Regions from separate parts of the Mus musculus genome. Here region 2 is linked to region 1. A link is a contact called in public HiChIP or PLAC-seq data. All regions are on one chromosome and are shown on one strand. The core of a region is the stretch at or near the end of the contact, and the rest is flanking DNA. Distances in the headings are between cores, read along the strand shown.

What was found. HiChIP or PLAC-seq counts read pairs in DNA pulled down with a chosen protein or histone mark.
Region 2: a contact with region 1 is called in an H3K27ac HiChIP or PLAC-seq map of microglia, with 5 times the contacts expected there. The contact joins the promoter of Mastl here to the enhancer-like site in region 1. A contact is called at or near these places in 2 of 39 promoter capture datasets (the C10 cell line and pre-B cells), 2 of 115 datasets of contacts at active chromatin or transcription factors (embryonic stem cells and microglia) and 3 of 9 other capture datasets (adipose tissue, liver and macrophages).

The regions. Positions count from the first base shown.
Region 1 is chr2:22,859,806-22,864,460 of GRCm38.p6, forward strand. The region is part of intron 10 of Apbb1ip (amyloid beta (A4) precursor protein-binding, family B, member 1 interacting protein); the gene reads left to right. Among named protein-coding and RNA genes, the nearest start is that of Gm52503, 31 kb to the right of the region's middle. Within about 2 kb of position 1,641, at least 7 of the 459 cell types and tissues checked have an H3K27ac peak or open chromatin away from gene starts, as enhancers often do. A contact at or near this core is called in microglia, where this site is marked.
Region 2 is chr2:23,152,669-23,157,610 of GRCm38.p6, forward strand. It overlaps Mastl (microtubule associated serine/threonine kinase-like), which reads right to left and starts at 3,356. Exons shown (of 12, transcript NM_025979.4): 1 at 3,011-3,356. The coding sequence starts at 3,193. Yme1l1 (YME1-like 1 (S. cerevisiae)) reads left to right here and starts at 3,837. Exons shown (of 19, transcript NM_013771.5): 1 at 3,837-4,063. The coding sequence starts at 4,031.

The DNA.
Region 1 (4,655 bases), core at 391-2,890:
GAAGCTCAGAACCAGGGCTGTAAAGGGACTGAAGCAAGGCAGAGTGCTAAACTCATTCACTCACTCATTACTTATGGAGTGGCAGCTGTGTTCTGAGAACATTCCAGGTGTAGAGAAAACAGGAGTAAACCAAATGTACAATGAGCCCTATTTTGGAGTTTAAGGTCAGTGTGAGGAACTGACAGTGAAGAAAAGCATGTGCTGAGATGTCAGGTAACAAATACAGATGTGATTCAAAACAGGGAGGAGTGGGTTAGAGCTGACCAGAGCTGGGTCAGGCTCCCCTCAGATAGGGGCAGGGAGGTGTTGACATTTGGCAAAAGACATAAATGAAGTGATATGGGAATTGTAACTGAAGGAAAACACTCTAGAACAAGAACCGTAATGGTAAAGGTCCTGGTGAGGTCAGAAGGAGGATCGCCAAAGACAGCACCCTGTCTCTTGGATTTTGTGCATCCATGTCCATTGCTTATGAGAGGGCAGTGAGAATAATAACAGCAAACAATTATAAAGCATTCTGTTCATGGATATAGAACTTGAGCTGTAAGTGGCCAAGTCTGAATGGGAGCTCAGCAGTGCAGCTCAGGTGCTATTCTTCCAGATACTTTTCAATCAGATTTCAGATTGTCAGCGATGGTACAGGCCAGAATGGTTGCCAACAACCTGGGAGCTTCCCTTATTCTCATAGACTGACTCCAGTGAAACTGAATCCCTGACTCTGTGCAGAAAGGATTTTAGGATGAGCCTGTTTGAAGTAGAGTGGGAGTTTATTTGAGCACACAGGTTGATAGAAAGAGGGTCGCTGTGGGCTTTTCAAGGAAGAAACGCTTCCATTTGAGTGACCTTCATGTTATACCTTAAGCATTGATAAGAAATGTTTTCTATCTTCTTTTCAGTAAACCAGAGTATAGCATAGCTCCAAAGGTATCTTGAGAGGGGATTAAAATCTGATAAGACCAAAACATCAGCCACAGAGTTTCACAAAGCAGTTAAAAACTGTCTTTTAATATAAATCGTATTTCTGCTGTGATCCATAGAAAACATTAGGTTTGCAGCTGGGAACAAAGAAAAGCCTTGGATATACTTGAGTGGGATTCTCACCATATTGCTGCTCTCTGTGAGAATTCATATCCTAGCCACAGTTCCAGCTACTGGGTATGCAAAATATCCCCAGGCTGCAGTAATGATCTCACCTTTGGACAGCAGCAGTGACTGCAAATCTAAGGACACCTCGGCCACCACCTTCTAGACACTGACCCGACCTCCTCTCCATCCTCAGCAATCTCTCCCCAAATTAATGACCTCATCATCTCCACATTAGTCTTCCACTCACTTCTTCCCTAACACATTACCAATTGGCTTAAAGATAGTCGAAATTTAGTGCTCTTGCATTTTAAAATCAGAATTGGGGGAAGAGAGCTTGCTATGCAAGCTTCAGTTCAGTGTCTGGAACCATAGTGGCAGGAGGGAACTGACTCCCAGAAGTTGTCCTCTGACCTACACACACACACACACACACACACACACACACACACACACATACATACACACTCAGGACTAGAGCCCCGCATAGTGACTTCCAACACTAAGGAGTCCCAGTCAAGGCTCTCCTGGGTAGCATGAGATCATGTCTTAAAAAGGAACAAAGAAAAAAAGCTGAGTTACTTCCTGAAAAGTCTGGAGCCATCTGTTCTATGCCTTTCCCCAGGATTCTGGAAGTTTCCAACAGCCCTCGAATTCCTTGTCTTGAAGCTACATGACACTAGTCCCCTTGTTCATCAGCGCACGGTCATCATTGTCACTGTGTGTGCCTGCATCTATTTCTCTTCATCTTCTTGTAAGGAAGGAGAGTCATAGGATTTAGGACATATACCAGTTCAATATAACTTCATCTTAACCTGACATCTACAAACTTGCTTCATACACAGTGAGGTGGCATTTACTTTTCAGCGGACACAGATCTGTAATAGCCACGTGCTTTACCAAGCTCTGAACAGAGAGATCAGCCTCAGATCCCTTCATCTTCCAATCCTTGAAGCAGCAGTCCTGATTTTCTATCAGCGTCTTCCTTACTCCTTCCTTTGTCTGGTCATCCTTAAGTTCATCATCTAGGTCAACCTCAGCATCATTGCAGTTTTAAAATATCAGTAACACCAGAGCCTAGAAACAGTCCTGCCTCAGCTCCTTTCCACCTTAGATTCTGCCTCTTTCCAAACCTTCCATGGAATTTATTGACATTCTCCAAACATTCTAACACTCATTCAATATGATTTTTCAGTCTTTTTCAAACTTTTATTATGAAATCACAGAATAACCACACTTTTGTTGGCATTTGTCTCTGCGTTCCATCTTTTTACATGCCTGGGGGTTATATTGTCAACTCCCAGGGCTTAAACAAAAGAGGATTTTATTCTAATTTTTATCCTGATGTTACCTTTACCCCAAGTCAAGTTGTTTAACCTTGTCTGATGCTCTCTTTCCTCATTTGTGAGTTTAGAGGACATTAGGATCCCCTTTAGCAAGAATGTTCTGCAATGGCCTTGACATTACACACTCAGAGCTTCTATTATTCAAGATCAGAGACAAGGATCACGAGGAAGATTCCAGCTGGTTGGCATTGATTTTGTGTTTTCTTTAAGCCCTTTTGTAAGTAATTTCTCAATCAAAGGCTGAGTTATACAGAAGTAAGTAAGGTGAGGTGACCAAGGCTAGCATTGTGACAGGCTCTGAGACTTTGTCACAGAGCCCGAAGAACCTCTGAAGTGTGAACTTGGTGTCAACCAGATAGCTCACCTCAGAACCACGAAGTTAGAGGATTGGAAGAAATGTAGTGGCCCTTTATTTTATATTAAAAGCCACCTGATTTCTGGGTACAACCACGTTTTCCTGTAGTTAGGTGAATAACATACTTAAATAGTTCACTGTGCTTCTTAAGTGGAGTGGACACCTCGACACAAATAACTGGTGCACTTTGCACAGTTTGCTTGACTCCTATGATATGCACAAAACCCAAAAAATGGAATATTTAATATTAAGAGTAAACTAAAGGTAACAATATCAAATTTCTAAATATCTCTGAAGGAAAAATTAGACACTTTCTTCTTCGTGATTTTACTGATTTTTACATGTCTGTAGTATCTATGTAAATGTATGTGTATACATGTGTGCAAGTACACACAAATAGAGGTCAGAAGAGGACATCTGACATCTTCTTCTAAGACTCTATGTCTATTGCATTAAAACAGGGTCTCTTCCTAAACCTGAACCTCAGTTCTCAGTTAGGTAGAAGCCAGTAAACCCCACCCGACTCGGAGCTGGAATACCCAGCTTGTTATGGGGGTGCTGGGATCCAAACACTGGTAGTTTTCATGACTGAAGAGCAAACCCTATCAGTTGTTGAGCCATTCCCTCGAGCTCACCCTGTGCTTTCATAGGAAGAATTTAAATATTAATTACTGGCCAATGTCCTGCTCACATGTTAGTCAGAGCAGAGACTCTGTTGTAAGTCGGGCATCTGAGGTCCTGGTACTGAACGGTGAGCCCTTGATTTGGTTTTGCAGATTTCTTTGTTGAGGATGCTGCAGACATCTACAGAACGTCACATTCTAGCTACCAAGTGCCTGATTCACACTTGAACACTCTGACGTTTAGGTTACTCAATGCTATTGGACCACACTACTTGGTTTGATTGATGTTTCCAATGTCAAGATCCCCTTTAGAACGTGATTATTGGCGTAAGGTTTACAGTACTGAAATCTGAGAACTTCTTTTTTTTTTTTTTTTGTTATCACCTGATTCCTTTTTATTTTATTTTTTTAAATTTTTTATTAGATATTTTCTTCATTTACATTTCAAATGCTATCCCAAAAGTCCCCTATACCCTCCCCCAGCCCTGCTCCCCTACCCACCCACTCCCACTTCTTGGCCCTGGCATTCCCCTGTACTGGGGCATATAAAGTTCCCAATACCAAGGGGCCTTTCTTCCCAATGATGGCCGACTAGACCATCTTCTGCTACATATGCAGCTAGAGACACGAGCTCTGGGGGTACTGGTTAGTTCGTGTTGTTGTTCCACCTATAGGGTTGCAGACCCCTTCAGCTCCTTGGGTACTTTCTCTAGCTCCTCCATTGGGGGCTCTGTGTTCCATCCTGTAGAGCATCCACTTCTGTATTTGCTAGGCACTGGCATAGCCTCACAGGAGATATATCAGGGCCCTTTCAGCAAAATCTTGCTTGCATATGCAGTAGTGTCTGCATTTGGTGGCTGATTATGGGGCAGTCTCTAGATGGTCCATCCCTTCGTCTTAGCTCCAAACTTTGTCTCTACAATTCCTTCCATGGACATTTTATTCCCTATTCTAGGGAGGAATGAAGTATCCACCCATTGGTCTTCCTTCTTCTTGATTTTCTTGTGTTTTGTAAATTGTATCTTGGGTATTCTAGGTTTCTGGGCTAATATCATGACAAGTATCAGTGAGTGCATATCAAATGACTTCTTTTGTGATTGGGTTACCTCACTCAGGATGATATCCTCCAGATACACCCATTTGCCCAAGAATTTCATAAATTCATTGTTTTTAATAGTTGAGTAGTACTCCAAAGTGTAAATGTACCACATTTTCTGGATCCATTCCTCTGTTGAGGGACATTTGGGT
Region 2 (4,942 bases), core at 2,106-4,605, 290 kb after region 1:
CCACCCAAATCTGGATTTTGAGTTGTCTCACCCCAACATCTACACCACCTATGAACTGCTGTAGCATGTGAAGGGACTGGTCTTACAGATTAAAAACTGCAGGATTTCCATGACACAGGGCAGCAACAGGATATATCCAAGAGAGGTCCTGGTGAAGATCCAATATTGATAGTGTAGCAGAAGCCAAAGTCCTCGAAATGACCATTTGTAAGTAAAAAGTGTGGGAAAAGGCTATACTGTGGGACACACTACAGCTTCCACAATGAGATGTTGTTTGTTTTCTTTTGGAGGGTTGGTGCAATGATGGAAGGTGGGTATAAAGGGATGGGGAGAGGAATATGGGATTGGCATGCATGATGAGAAACTCATAAAGAACAATAAAAAATACTGGAATGTTTATTACTACCATAAGAAAAAGGCACTCATTAAAGTATTTAATAAAATGATAAATACATGACACATTTTAGCTTTACCTCCTTTCCTTATGAAAACCAAGGGAAAGACTAGGGATGTAGATCAGCGGTAGACCACTAACCTAACAGCGGTAAAGCCCCAGGTCTCTCTCTCCCAGCAATGAAGAGAGATTAACAAATCAAGCCAACAACATGATTCTACCTATCATCTCACTGGCAGAAGCTCTATGAAGCTTATGAGGTGGTACCATGCCAAGGTACCCAAAATATTTTCAGGAGAGATTAACTGGTGTTTTCGTATCAATAATTAATGACTGCTTGAGGTGTTAAGAGAAGGAAAAGCAAATATCTCAGCAACATACAAAGTAACAATTTCAGTGAGTTGAGTTTGGAAAATCAGAGAAGGTTTCCCGGGAATTAAGTAAACCTCAAAACAAAACAATGGCTGAAAAGCCTAGAAAGGTAGAACAAAAGCAGTTAAGAAGGAAGCAGGATAAACTTAAGTCCTGAGGTGTGGAAATAAGTCATGGCTTTGAGGGACCAGTTAGTTGCCTGGATGTTGCTTTAATATAGGTTAGGTGGAAGATAAAGTAGAGATCAAGGGCCAAAAATTGGGAATCTGACTGAATTTTTAAGGACCCTGGATTTTGGCCTGCAAACTGCAACCTAAAGAATGGATTAAAGTAAAGTTAATGATTCTAGTTAGGAAACTACTCCAACCAACTAAGTACAGAAATTCAAGCCGATGAGCCTCAAACCACCAGGCAAATGAAAAAGGAGGAGGAGGAGGAGGAGGAAGAGGAAGGAGAGGAAGAGGAAGAGAAGAAGAAGAAGACATCAAAGACCATACATTGTATGATTCCATTTATGTGAACTATCCAGAAAAGGCAATCTTGCAGAGATAGAAGGTGAGTTGGTACATAGGGCTTGTTGGTACATGCCTGTAGTCGCTTCACTTAGGGGATGGAGCCATACGTATCAGTAATTTAAGGCTTGTCATGCTCAGTTCCATCATATGTCTGAGGCTATTTGGGACTGTCAAAGAGAGACAGAAAACAGAGAGAAGAGGGATAGTAGTTACCTGCTGACATATTAAGGGAAGAGGTACTGTGAATAGGCAAAAAGGTAATTTTTTGGGCTATGGAACTATTCCTTAAAACTGTTTTTTTTTTTTAAAAAATTCATTTATTTATTATATGTAAGTACACTGTAGCTGTCTTCAGACACTCCAGAAGAGGGCATCAGATTTCGTTTAGGCTGGTTGTGAGCCACCATGTGGTTGCTGGGATTTGAACTCAGGACCTTTGGAAGAGCAGTCGGCGCTCTTAACCACTGAGCCATCTCACCAGCCCCTAAAACTGGTTTTCAATACTATTTAATTTACAAAAGTCATCACTGAACAAGTAAGTGGGGAGAAATCCACTTGTGAATGAAAAAAGCAAAACAAAACAAAAACAAAACATTTTTTTCCAGAGGGACAACAGGAACAAAGGGTATGTGGTGTATTGATGAAATATATAAGGGCAACTCAAGTTTCTAGCCTGAAGGGTAGAGGTGACATTGGTACTATTAAAGGGAAAGAAGCAAAGGAAGAGGTCATTTAGGTAGTCAGGTGAAGGGGCTGCTTATCTTAACTGTGTGCTAGTCTCCAAGCACTGGGTACCAGGAATCTGAGCCAGCCAGTAGCCTCCTTTGTCATGTTTACAATGTAATGTTCTCATTACAAAGTAGTAATGAGAAGCTAGGGTGGACAGAACAATTTTAAGTGAACACTGACTGTTTTTACGATCACATATAGATAAGAAACGCTTGATTTAGGACACATTTCTTTCTACTTGCTCTATAATAAATGAACTTACAGCTTACGTATCACGATGGAAATCTTGAGAAGCAAAAATTTTGGTTTTGCATCACTTGCTCCTGCTTATCAAAGAGCTGGAATTAAAGCATCATCGGAAAGTGACCATTACAAACGTAATCAAAGTACCGAAGTTAATCCAGGTGAAGCTCAAGTTAGTAAAAAAGCAAAACAAACTCACAATCCCGGTGATACTTTAAATAAATAATACTACAATTAAAAACTTTCACAATATAAATTGTGTCACAGAAAATTCGAATATAATGCAGCTTCCTTTTGGTAAGAGTGAGATTTGAACTGTCTACAAACCAATCTTGTTTGTGATAGCAAGATTTCGGCTATTATGTATGTCAAACAAGGAAAACATAACCAACAAGTACTTAAGGCCGTTTTGATTTGAAACATGACTCAGGAGTCATGGGTGTGGCTTCAAGCCTCTGCCTTCAGTCGCAGTTTTCTCATTTGTTAACAATGGCCAGGGCACAGTTGGGTAAGTTTTGCTATTTTCACTGGGTTAATGATTCTCAGTATACAGAGAAGGGCAGGGCAAGGGAAAGGACAGACACCTGCTCACTGCAGTCTGCCTAAACGCCCACAGTCAACAAGCAGGACTGTGCAGGCTTCTGTAAGCCGGGCATTCCAGGCTAGTGGTACAGCAGCTCCAGAGTTTGTTCAACAACTCAAAAGGGAGGTCCGCGAGGGAGGACCATTTAAGACCTTCTCGCTTCTGACTGCCTACCTTCACTGCGTACAACTTGCCGCCTTTCTGTCCCAGGTACACTTTCCCGAATGCACCACGGCTAATGGGCTTCACTATGGTGAACTCCTCAATGGAGGGTGGTCTTGGTACCGGGATCCTACTCACGCACTCCTCTATCGCCGCACCTCCTTCATTCTCCTCACTTGCCGAGGCGGACTCCATTGCTGCACAGCTCGCCCTGCAGCAGCAACTCCCGCCAGCTAGATTCAAAAGGTTTCGCCTACGCCGGACGCCTCCCGTGACGTCACCGCGCGTCTGCGCTCTGCCGGCTCCCTGTAAGCAGGCATCGACGGGTGGGGGCCGGCGGCACTGCTGGGCGCAGTCTGCGGAGCGCTAGGCGGAGCCGGCGGCGCTGCCGGAAGGGGCGCTGGGCGGGGCTCAGCCGCGGATACACGGGCTGTTTTTGTGACGAGGCAGTGCATTCTGGCCAATGAGCAAGGGACTAAGACTTTATGTAGTCTGGTGGGGTCCTTCCGAGTCTCAGTCAAGATCTGCAGTTCTCCCTCCCTCCGCATGAGCTAGAAGCCAGGCCGACTGTTAAGTAAAGCAATGGCTAGGGATGATGTGTGGAAGCTAGCGAAGCCACAGAATGTGGAGAGCCTGGGTGAGCGTTAAGTGCGTTTGACCGCGTACTGAATTCAGAAACAGAGTAGGAGCGACTAGAAGAACATCCAATTTATTGTGGAGGTGGTGATAGGAACCTCGAAAAACCACCCCAAAGTGACAGAGTCCCCGGAAGAGGCGGAGCGCTGACGGGCGGGGGCGGGGTGAACGCGGAGGCTTGCTCCGGAAGCACTGTACCTATGGTCTTCCGGGGCAGATGTCGTCGTAGCAGCTGTCGGGAGGGGAAGCCATTTTTTCGTTTCTGGGAGGAGTAAGGGAGAAACTGGGAGAAAAGCAAAGAGAAATAAAGAGAAAATAAAAGGGCTCAGCCCCTTTCCTCGGAGCTGAAGCTAAGAAGCAGTTTCGGCTGGCCGGTAAGATCTCGAGGGCCCGGAGATGTTCTCCCTGTCGAGCACTGTGCAGCCTCAGGTGAGCCCAGCATTCAGGCGTTTTCCTGCGTCCCTTTTGCGACTTTTCCCCGGATGCTGTAGTAGAATCGGTGTTTCTGAAGCAAAATTAGTGAGGGAAGCGACGAACCCTGTTTGAGTCGCAGGCTGAAAAGGAGATCAGGGGACAGTGCTGAGACTATGACCTGACACTAACCGTGGTGAACATCACATAGCGTATCCACTGGCTTGCACAGAATTTCTGTTGACAATTCAGGGACTGTTTAGGGTTGGACAGTCTGAGATGGGGATTTGTGAAATCTGCGAGAAAGGTAAAGAAGACAGTGTTCTTTCCATCCATCTATTTCTGATTACCCTTTTTTCCTTTCAAGCCGAATTTAGTTCAAACATACTCTAATAATTCGAATAGCATCACAATTTCTTTCTTTCTGGGTAGAATTAACTTGTGCACATTTTTGAATCATTAGATTCTTGCAATTAAATTTTAAACATTTTTTAAAAAATCAGGACCCAAATTATGTTAATTTTTCCTTGTTTCATTAAAATTTGTTTTCTTTTTGGGGGGGAAGGTGTTAACAATGTTTAATTAATTAATTAATTATATTTTATTTTTTGAGGCGAGGTTTCATTGTCTATCTTTGCTGTCCTAGTCCTTATTATGTCCAGGCTGGCCTCCTAAGTGTTGGGATCATGGCTCCCACCACCATCACACCAGATGCACCATCAACTTGTCTTGAGGATTATTCCTTGGGAGGCAGGCAGAGAATCTAGAGATGTTACATAGTGAGACTTGTCTCAAAAGACTGCCCCCCCAAATGTTCGTTACATCTTACTACCTGCCTCTTTTTGTGTTCCTATGGAATTGGTAGACTAATGGAGAAAGGAATTGCTTAGCTGCTAC